2 separate regions of the Sus scrofa genome follow, and region 1 is linked to region 2. The links are chromatin contacts, called in public Hi-C maps. All regions are on one chromosome and are shown on one strand. The core of a region is the stretch at or near the end of the contact, and the rest is flanking DNA. Distances in the headings are between cores, read along the strand shown. Region 1 holds the start of FAS (Fas cell surface death receptor). Region 2 holds the start of KLLN (killin).

Region 1 (5,162 bases), core at 989-3,488, 1.0 Mb after region 2:
TTAAGAGAGCTGTTTAAGTCAACCCCAAATTTTCTACATTCCTTTGCTCATCAATCACATTTCTCCCCACGAGGCATAGATTATTATTTTGTTGAACTTGAAGGGAATTAGGTGTGTGTGTTGATGGGGAGGATCTTAGGCAGTGCAGGGCCTCAGGAACAAGAATATCTAAATGTAATTGTTAGATTTGCTATTTATTGACTAATGAAACCGCCGATGTTGCTTAAACTTTTTTTGGCTCCAATTCTTTATGTGTAAAGTAAGTTTAATAATCATCTACCTCACTGGGCTAAAATGGTAAATATTAAATAAGGAAAAACCATTTGTAAAAGTTGCTGGTGCACTCATAAGAGATGTTGATTTTGTCAATTGTCCTCTCTCTCTCTTTTCTCCTTTCCTTTCTCTCTTCCTCCCTCCTTTCTTTCCTTCCTTCTTTTTATGATTTGTTTCAATAAATCTTAATTTCAGAATAGTTTCAGGTTTATAGAAATGTTGCAGAGATAACACAGACACAGAGTCTCCATAACCATCCCACTCCACCCTCCCCCATCTGCCACCACCCATTCACTTCTGTTTTGTGCTATGATCTGTAGGAACAGGACTGGCCAGCCAGGGTCTTCTTTTTTGTTTGTTTGTTTTGTTTGCTTTTTAGGGCCTCACCCGCAGCATATGGAGGTTCCCAGGCTAGGGGTCGAATTGGAGCTACAGCCTATACCACAGCCACAGCAACACAGGATCCAAGCCACATCTGCGACCTAGACCACAGATCAGGGCAACACCAGATCCTTAACCCACTGAGCAAGGCCAGGGATCAAACCCGCAACCTCCTGGTTCCTAGTCAGATTCATTTCCCCTGTGCCACAATGGGAACTTCGGGCCAGAGTCTTCTTCATAACCCTCACTAACAGTCTGTTGGGAGCTGAGGCAGAGATAGGCAAAGCAACACCTACAAGACTTGGCCATCCTGCAGGGCAAAACACAAGGTCAGTGAAAGTATTTAGGAAAGTGACCTAACCCAGGCTTTAGAGCCTGGAAAGGCTGGCAGAAGAAAATGTCCTCCAAGAGGGAATCTGACGGATAAGGAACAAGCCAGTGCCAGGTCAGGCCGAAGGAGGGGAAGGAGATTCTTAATGGGCAACAGAGTGAGATGCAGAGCTATGTGGACGTTGCCAGAGATACTGACCCCTGCATCTGTTCCCAGCTTAGGAACTACTTTCAGAAACATGCTCATTAATGATGCCATTATACAAACTTCCCTTCTGTAAAATCCTTGCAGAACTAGCTAAACAGATCATCTTTTCCAAAACAATAGTGACTTTGAGTGAGTGTTAACCAAAGCACTAAAAGTGCTTTTTTTTTTTTTTTTAAAGAAAATTAGAGAGGAAATAATGAGTAACAAAGGAGAGGAAGTAATTGCGAACTTCTAATAGGGCTGGAACTGTGTGATTTGTCATAGGAGTTAGCCTCCCTCTCCTCTAGAGAAATAAAAGCCAAGGGGTGCTCCCTCTTCAGAATCTCCAGAGCACACACTCTGAAGCTTTTCGTTTGATAACTGTCACTACCAAAACACTAGTCCGGCGCTCCTGTGAGACTCTCCTGTTCCCACCCCTACAGGCACGCGGAGCTGAGTGAAGGCTGGGTCTTCTCTGAGTTCCCGGCAGTTGGCCCTGGCTCCTGCAAGGAGGCGGGAAGTCTGCGCTCTGTACCCTAGCCCTCCCCAGCCTTCCCCGTTTGAATGGCAAAAGAGTGTAGCAAAGACAGCAAGCCGGCTCTCAGGGTTCTCACCTGAACCAGACATGCCAGCGGAAACAACCCCAACGGGGAATGCCCATTTGTGCAACAAACCCTGACTCTGACTCTCTCTCCGCTCTTCCACCCCCCACCACGTCCCGCCACCCCCGCGCCCAGGCTGAGTTGCTGAATCAAAGGCGCCTTCCCCAAACCCGGCGTTCCCCAGAAAAGCTTCCTCTGCCACCCCACTCCCCTCCTCCTCCCCAGGGCCCGGGGGCATTTCTTTAGGTCTTTTCTGGTCTCTCAGAAGAGCCACACGCAGGTGTTCTGAGACGCTTCTGGAGAAAAGAAAGCGGCTGGAGAAGTAACTGGGCTTGAGCGCGGGGGGCGGGCCCTTGGCGGGGAACTTACTCCTGAGCTGGCTGGAGCGCGGGGAGGGGCAGGGCGGGACTGTCACTTCTCACGGGGTGTGTGACCTGCTCTGCTAGCAGTTGGAGAGGCTCCACAGCCATGTCCGGGATCTGGGTTCTCCTGTCACTGGTAAGTCCTCTCCTGCCTAGCGGGGGCCTCTCCCCGCTGGGTCAAGAGGTTGGCGCTTAGAGGAGCGCGCAGGACGCGCTCCGATGACCTTAAGGGGATGCGCGTGGGCGTCCGGGCTTGGCTGGTGTTTGGCAGTCTGGCTTTTCAGGGCTGCTAGGACTTTCCTTGAGGGCGAGGTCTCAGGAAACCGGGGAACGCGTCTTTCCTGGGGTTGGAGGAGAAGCGGCGATCCTGCGCGGCAGGCAAAACAGCACCGCGCGGCCCCAGGGGGCCCTGTTCGCGGCGCGGAGAGAGGTGGGAGCCGGGGGCAGGCGGGGACTTGGGATGTTTGGGGGTCGCCAGAGGGAGAGCCCTACCCGAGAGAGGAGGGGATCGTCTGGACAAGTCCTTACATGTCACCACAAAGGTCCTCCTCTGCGCGGGTGTATGTGTGAGCTGTGGGACGGTGAGAATATGAGCTCTCTGAAGACACGTTTTCTGAACGTGTCACAAATTTAGGGAGTAAATCAGTCCCGAGGCAATGGTTAAACCCGAGGCTTTGGACGTCACTGTTTCTTTCTTGAAAAGGTTATCTTGGGGCTGAATGCGCCTCAAGAGGTTTGTTTACCTTCTTATCACGACACAGAAAAAGAAACTGTTTCCCTTCCGGGAATCCCTCTCCTACCGATCGTAAGTCACGACCTTAGGTTTGGCCTTTATTTATTTATTTATTTTTTAACGTCCTGTTCTTCACTTTAGTTTGCTGAACTCGGGGAGGGAAGGAACCTTGCCCCCACTGCTCAAGCGGTGGTACCCACTGCCACCGCGCCTGCGCAGGGTGGCGAGCCTGGAGCCGGTACTTGGCCTAGAAGCCTAAGCAGCAGCCACCTCTTTTTGAGTCCCTGCCTCGGAAATGCCACCTTGATGGTCGCTAATTAAAGACGTTTGGTTTCATTTGAGTTCCAAATTCTCTGAAAGGCAATGCCTTCTTATTTTGCTGGCCCCACCAAAGTGCCAGGCACTGTGATAGAAGTGTTTATAAACGTGATCACAGTCAATTCTCAGCAGCGGCTGCAAGGTAAGGAAGATGTCCTCACATTCATTTTACAGATGGCGAAACGGGGTGCAGAAAGCTTAGGTAATTCGACCGAGTGCAACCAGTAAGTGGCAGAGCTGGAATTTAATTTAGGCCCAATTCCAAAGCCTGGGCATTTGTTGATTGCACCTGATGTCCAGATTACACCAAGAATTGAAAGGAAAAATCAGTGATGTCCGGAACCATCTTAGATTGGGGAGAAAAACAAAAGAATTCTCCCTGAATTTTTCAGAAATTATGTACCATATTTGGGCTCCTTTAGAAATTTCCTCCAAGAAAATTTAAGATTCAAAATTGAGAAACCATTTATGCAACCTCAGACCACACTCTTCTCTTTATCATTAACCGTGGCCTTATTGCAGTGTTAGTTGTTTTGAAAATCTCTCTTAGGTCTTGGGACAACAATGCTGGTAAGCATAGCAAAGGTATCAACGCCCAGAGCTATGCTTAACTTTTATACTTATAACATCTTTACCAGATGGGCAAGTTTAAAGCACCAAGGAGGAGTTCCCGTCGTGGCGCAGTGGTTAACGAATCCGACTAGGAACCATGAGGTTGCGGGTTCGCTCCCTGCCCTTGCTCAGTGGGTTAACGATCCGGCGTTACCGTGAGCTGTAGTGTAGGTCGCAGATGCGGCTCGGATCCCGCGTTGCTGTGGCTCTGGCATAGGCTGGCAGCTACAGCTCTGATTCGACCCCTAGCCTGGGAAACTCCATATGCCTCGGGAGCGGCCCAAGAAATAGCAAAAAAAAAGACCAAAAAAAAAAGCACCAAGGAAAGTGCTTTTCTAAAAGAATGCACACACGTGTATACAGACACATATGCATATATATATGTACATGTGTTTATATATGCATATTATTATAATACCTATAATATTGTGTATTAAATATAAATTAATAGTATAATATATGATATATGGTCTAAGACATGAAGATTTATTGAATAAAATATATCAATACAGATGTGTAAAAAAAAAATCTGACATATCCTTATCACCTAGATTGTCATTGTTTATCATTTTGTAACATATCCTGCATTTTTCTTTTCTAATATGACTCTTTTAAATTTACACAGAATCCTGTCTTACACCCACTGCTAGCCCAACTCTCTGTTCTTAAAGAAGTTTCCACACCATCCATTATGTCATCTTTTGTGTCTCCAGAAAATGCTTGTTTTTATGACTTTATACTTAGTAGTACTTACTTACTAGTCACAATAATAAATAAAATGGGGGTGGGAGTGCTAATTGCATGGAATGCAGAAGCAAGTTTGGCTTAATCGTGTCAACCAGCTGGAAGTAGATGGGCGGGAGCTGCCTATTTTTTCTTTTCCATATGTTCTCTAGTTCTGTTGTCTCTGGTGTGATCTGTAGTCAGTACATATCTCATGCTTCCCCTCTTTGCTTCTTTTTCTTTCCTTCTTGGAATTAGTTTTCCCTCCCCTAGTTTCTGGGTGTCATTTCCATGGCACCTATAATAAGTGCATTTGAACTCCCAAAACAATTCACAAATGTCTAGAGGACACAGAAAAAGAGTCAAATTTACTTTAGAAATGTGTGTGGGAAATAGCTGCCCTGCATTTAGTCCTGATAGGTTTTCTGCTGTAACATTTTGGTCTATGGTTAGGTGATTACTAGATGGCCATTGTCGTCTTTATTTCTTAGAGCAGTTGTCAAAATTATGGCAGAGGGAGAGAAGAGGGAAGTTGACAAAGAAACCAGTGTATTGATAAGTAATCATACAGAAGCGTTTGAGGGAGAAAATAAAAAACAGTTGTTTATTTATAGTTTAATCATTTTCCTTAACCCAGCCTA
Region 2 (5,165 bases), core at 2,557-5,056:
ATTTCTCTACTGAGATGTGAAAGGAGACACAGCCATCTGAAATAGCTCCTGGAGATGAGGGAATAAAGAACTTTAGTGGAAAATTCTCTTTTAGAATACGGTTGCTTATATGATCCATCCTGGTACCTTCCAGAGAAAAATAAGCAAAATATCTTTATTTAAAAGAACAGCAATATTTGTAATTAGGATAAATGAAATAAGGGAAAAGCCTTCACATCATTGGAAGAATGGATGGTTTACACTAAAACCTATAATTATTATATATTTTTTTATTCTCTGTTATTTAGAAAACAGTGGTTAAGCAGATAAAAATAGAGAAGATTGCTTAAAAATTAAAGCCATTGATTTAGATCTCTATTTGAAAGGTCAGTGTGTGGGAGATGAGAAAGGCACTATAGCAATCAGAATGTTCAACAACGACATTTTAGCAGCAGGACCTACAAAGAGCACATAAACTATTTATATCACCCCCATCAAGTTGCTGGTCATTTCAATTATCAAAGAAAATAAGAAAGGAATTTTCTTTGGATACTCTTTGAGTGCAGTAACAAAACAGTTTTGGAATCAGCTGTTAGCAACTATAATTAAAGCTGGATTATCTTGTTCACTAATTGTTCTATATAGTTAGTCTCCCTGAAGCTTTATATAATTCTTTCTTTGTTACAAGCCTCTGTTTCTCTCTAGGACAATGTGAATCCAGACAGGTAAAGAACTGAAGTGTCTGGGAACCAATGTCCTGTAATATCTGTACAGCCAAGCAGATACTTGCAATTGAAAATGAAAAAAAAAATGTTTTTTAAACTTTCTATACAATAAATGGGGTCAGCTATTTAGAGGTTTCAGCTCTACCACCTGAGTAAAGAGATCTCTTGGGTAGGAGACAGTGAAGAAAAACAAAATTTGAAAAAAGGATTTCATACAGGAACCCACTTGACACTAGGAAACGGAGGACATTTTTATTCATTAACTTCTAATAACCACCTGATATTGCTGTAAGGCTGGCCAGTTATCTGCCAACATTGGTGGTCCTTTCACTCACCACTAGAGAGAAGTAGAGGGACTTGATGTTTAGAATAGCAGCAAAACTTATTTCCCATTTTCTTCCTTCAGCAGATTGAAGTGCTTGTAGTCCAGTCTCATAATCCAGCACTTTAATGCTGGTGATGCCCACCCTCTCTGCACCAGAGTAACTTGAGCCACGAGAATTGGAAAGGATTCTCTCTCCTCATGTCTAACTCCAACAGGGCAGGAATGAATCCATTTTCTTCCCAGGAAGTGGATTTCAGTTCTGAGACAGTATTAGTCTCAGATACTGTGAGACTAATCTTCACATAGGCGGGGCAGAGGGGTCTGGGCAAAGTAGGGCAGTGCTAATAACAGGAACTCTTGGGGACAAGATCAGTAACCTGAGAAAAAAACATGGGATGTTTTAACCCTCCCTAATCACTTCACTTCATTTAACTTTATCTTCATTTTCTCTTTCCTCCTTAAGCATTTGAACATAGCTCTCAGGTTCTTATCATTCAATCTCTTGGAACACCTAGAAATCAGGAAGTTCTTATTCTTGGTGATTTATAAAATAAAGAAATCTCTAGCTTACACTAGGCTGCATGGACAGGATTTTCATTTTCTTTCTTTCTTTTTTTTGCCATGCCCACAGCATGTGGAAGTTCCCAGGCCAGGGATCGAACCCATGCCACAGCAGCTGCAGTGACAACACTGGATCCTTAACCTGGTAAGCCACGGGAACTCCAAGATTTTCATCTTTGGAAACCAATTAGAGGCCTTTCTTCTACTCTTTCTAGGCTGCTCTCTATTTCTTTTTCCATTCGTGGCCTCTTCTTCCCCTAGGCTGACCAGGACCATACACAAAACCAGTCTCCAATAATTACCAACACTGAAGATTCAGCAGGTGGCTAACTCTTGAAGCGCTGTCTTAAAAGGAGGTTGCATGTAAATTTAAAGTTTTATGGAACCTCAGAGATCTCTAAGAATAGTGTAAATATCCCTGGTTTAATTAGTAGTCCTGGAATTAGGTAATGGTCTGTGGCTTCTAAACTAGCTCTCTTGGGGTTTCTAGTCTTCAGGGGCTGCCTGCAACTGTAATGTGCTCATATACCATATTCTTTCTCTTACACTGAATAAATCCTCTTTAGACCTTCCTAGGCACCTACTCAAAATTACAGCAATACAAATGCAAACTGATTCCATTCTCTCAGATCTAAAAGACTATTAGTACCTCAACCTATCAACTTAAATACTTTTGGACTCGAATTCTACTTGAATTCTACTTCCTAGGGGATAGAAAGAAGGAATTCTAGGTTGGTATTGCTGCCCACCCTCTCCAAACGAAGGTGGACAATTCACTTTGCAGCTGGTCAATGCGCTCTGGTTGTCAGCCTTTCTGAATCAGCTCCCTCACGGGATAGGTCTATCAGTCCCAAGTAAGCAGACTTGACAAGTTTGTTCTGGGCTGAAGGCCATTGACTAGGTTCTCCGACCAGATAAGTCACTTGGCTGAGTCTACAGTAGGTGGGGCACGCTCACCAGCTCAGAGGCAGTGACAAAGTTTGTTGCAACATCGTTAAATTCACGCAGCGGGCTGCTGCCCGGAGATACCCTTTTGCCCCAAGAATACAGTACCTGAAAGTTTCGCCCTAAGGGGTAGTGTACTAGCTCCAGACCCCCAGGGTTTGAGAAGTCGCGGTGCTAGGGAATCTAGAACGCGGAGTCTCAGTTTTCCGGCCTCTAGCTTGCTCTGGGGGTAGCAGGCGAAGGGTGCGACCAGTTTGGGAAGTCTCGCTCTAAGATTTGCAAGAATCAACGGCAGCGACCAAGGCGAGGGGAGGCGGGGGCACGTGCTTGGATGTGGGTGCTTGTGTAACCAGCTCCTCAGGCTCCAGTCCCGACAGCGCTTCAGCGGGAGGCTCGTCTGAACCTGTCTTTCCACCAAGACCCAGGAGGCTCTGGGGTCCCTCTGCTTCTGAAAGGCGGGAGCCCTCTGGGCAAAAGAAGCGAAACACTTGCCTCTGGAGTTATCAAATGGGAGTGGGAATTTGGAAAGTTCCCCAACTAGGATCACACGTGACCTCCCCCTGAAAGTAGTTCCGACTGTGGCCCGTATATCCCTCCACCTCTTTTTGAACCCTCCTCGGTCTCCTCGGCTCCGCCCACTCGCCGGGGCTGCAGCTTCCTACCGTCGCGTACTTCACTCTCCGGCCCAGCAACCCGAGTCTCCGCCCGGGTGGTGGAGCGCGGAACCGGGCCCCGGGGCGATCCAGCCAGCCAGGTTTTCACAGCGGCCCAAAAGGGGGCGGGGCGAGGAGTCTTTGGCTCAGTTCGACGCGGTGAACCCTACTGGAACCCCGAGGGGAGAGATGCTCTCTGCTCTCCAGGGGGCTGGGGTGCATCCCAGCGTCGGGTATCAGCTTTCATTTCACCTGGACATTTGTCCTTTGGGATCTAGAAATTCAGGGGCGATGTGTTCATATTCAGCACGCTCTGCTGGACCTTTCAATTTTAGGGCAAATGAACCAGGTTGCCGGGGAAGCGGGAGGTGGGGCGATGCAAGGGAGCCGGATGAGGTGATACACACTAGAGACACAATAGGGGATTCTTTGTATTAAGACTGACACCTTGAGGACACGGGTGGGGGTGGGGGATAGGTGGATTTTTTGGCAGAGGCTGCTGCAGTCAAATCCCTGCGAACGATTGTGATCCGACAGCGGTGCAAAAGGACGGGGGGTTGCAGGCCGTGCCAGGGAAATCTGGGGGCAAGGGGAGAGGTGTCCTCGCTGTAGGGACCATCCTTGCGCTTCCCGGTACACTACCAGCGCAGTCACCTGGTCTTTCCCACCTGTGCACAGGTAACCTCAGACTCGCGTCAGTGACACTGCTCAAAGAACCTGCCTCAGCCTTCACCTTAACCCCCCTGTCTCGCTCGCAACAGCCTATTCTGCCTCGGGTTGCGTTGCTGGGCACAGGCTATGGTTCAGCTCGTCCCCCCACCCTGCGTTGCTGCAGAAGCAGCCGCAGCAAGTGCAGCTTCAGGAGGGGGCCTCGGAACAAGCCCGAGCGAGCCCCGGGCAGTCATACTGGGCATGCTCAGTGGCGCCAGCAGGTTGGGGACTCGGCGCTCGCACCAGAGCTGCCGCTTCTGCCCCCTCCCTAAAACCCCAGCCCTGCCCTGCGCGTCTCTCCCCTGGCGCGGTCCGGCCCGCCTCCCGCCTCCCGCCTCCCCTCGGGCTCCCAGGCGCCCCTGCCCCTAGCGCGGCGGCGGAGGGGGCGGGCAGGCTGGCGGGCGGTGATGTGGCGGGACTCTTTGTGCACTGCGGCAGGATACCCGTTCGGAGCCGGGACGCGGCTGCGCTCAGTTCTCTCCTCTCGGAAGCTGCAGCCATGATGGAAGTTTGAGAGTTGGGCCGCTGTGAGGCGAGACCGGGCTCAGGCGAAGGAGATGAGAGACGGCGGCGGCCGCGGCCCAGAGCCCCTCTCAACGCCTGTGAGCAGCCGCGGGGGCAGCGCCCTCGGGGAGCCGGCCGGCCGGCGGCGGCGGCAGCGGCGGCGTTTCTCGCCTCCTCTTCGTCCTCTTTTCTAACCGTGCAGCCTCTTCCTCGGCTTCTTCTGAAAGGGACGGTGGAAGCCGTGGGCTCGGGCGGGAGCCGGCTGAGGAGCGGCGGCGGCACCTCCCGCTCCTGGAGCGGGGGGGAGAAGCGGCGGCGGCGGCGGCGGCGGCGGCTGCAGCTCCGGGGAGGGGGTCGGAGTCGCCTGTCATCATTTCCAGGGCTGGGAACGCCGGAGAGTTGGTCTCTCCCCTCTTACTGCCTCCAACACGGCGGCGGCGGCGGCGGCACATCCAGGGACCCGGGCCGGTTTTAAACCTCCCCTCCGCCGCCGCCGCACCCCCCCTGGCCCGGGCTCCAGAGGCCGCCGGAGGAGGCAGCCTTTCCGAGGATTATTCGTCTTCTCCCCATTCCGCTGCCGCCGCTGCCAGATCTCTGGCTGCTGAGGAGAAGCAGGCCCAGTCGCTGCAACCATCCAGCAGCCGCCGCAGCAGCCATTACCCGGCTGCGGTCCAGAGCCAAGCGGCAGCAGAGCGAGGGGCATCAGCTACCGCCAAGTCCAGAGCCATTTCCATCCTGCAGAAGAAGCCCCGCCACCAGCAG

Evidence for each region. A called contact is a pair of places that touch in the nucleus more often than the background predicts.
Region 1: a contact with region 2 is called in a Hi-C map of embryonic fibroblasts, with 2.1 times the contacts expected there. The contact joins the promoter of FAS here to the promoter of KLLN in region 2. A contact is called at or near these places in 1 of 47 Hi-C or Micro-C datasets (embryonic fibroblasts) and 1 of 2 datasets of contacts at active chromatin or transcription factors (alveolar macrophages).

The regions. Positions count from the first base shown.
Region 1 is chr14:100,925,067-100,930,228 of Sscrofa11.1, forward strand. FAS (Fas cell surface death receptor) reads left to right here and starts at 2,239. Exons shown (of 9, transcript NM_213839.1): 1 at 2,239-2,271. The coding sequence starts at 2,242.
Region 2 is chr14:99,925,081-99,930,245 of Sscrofa11.1, forward strand. It overlaps KLLN (killin), which reads right to left and starts at 3,807. Exons shown (of 3, transcript XM_021073704.1): 1 at 3,724-3,807; 2 at 3,166-3,354; 3 at 1-3,163. The coding sequence starts at 3,807. The coding sequence ends at 2,591. PTEN (phosphatase and tensin homolog) reads left to right here and starts at 4,976. Exons shown (of 9, transcript NM_001143696.1): 1 at 4,976-5,165.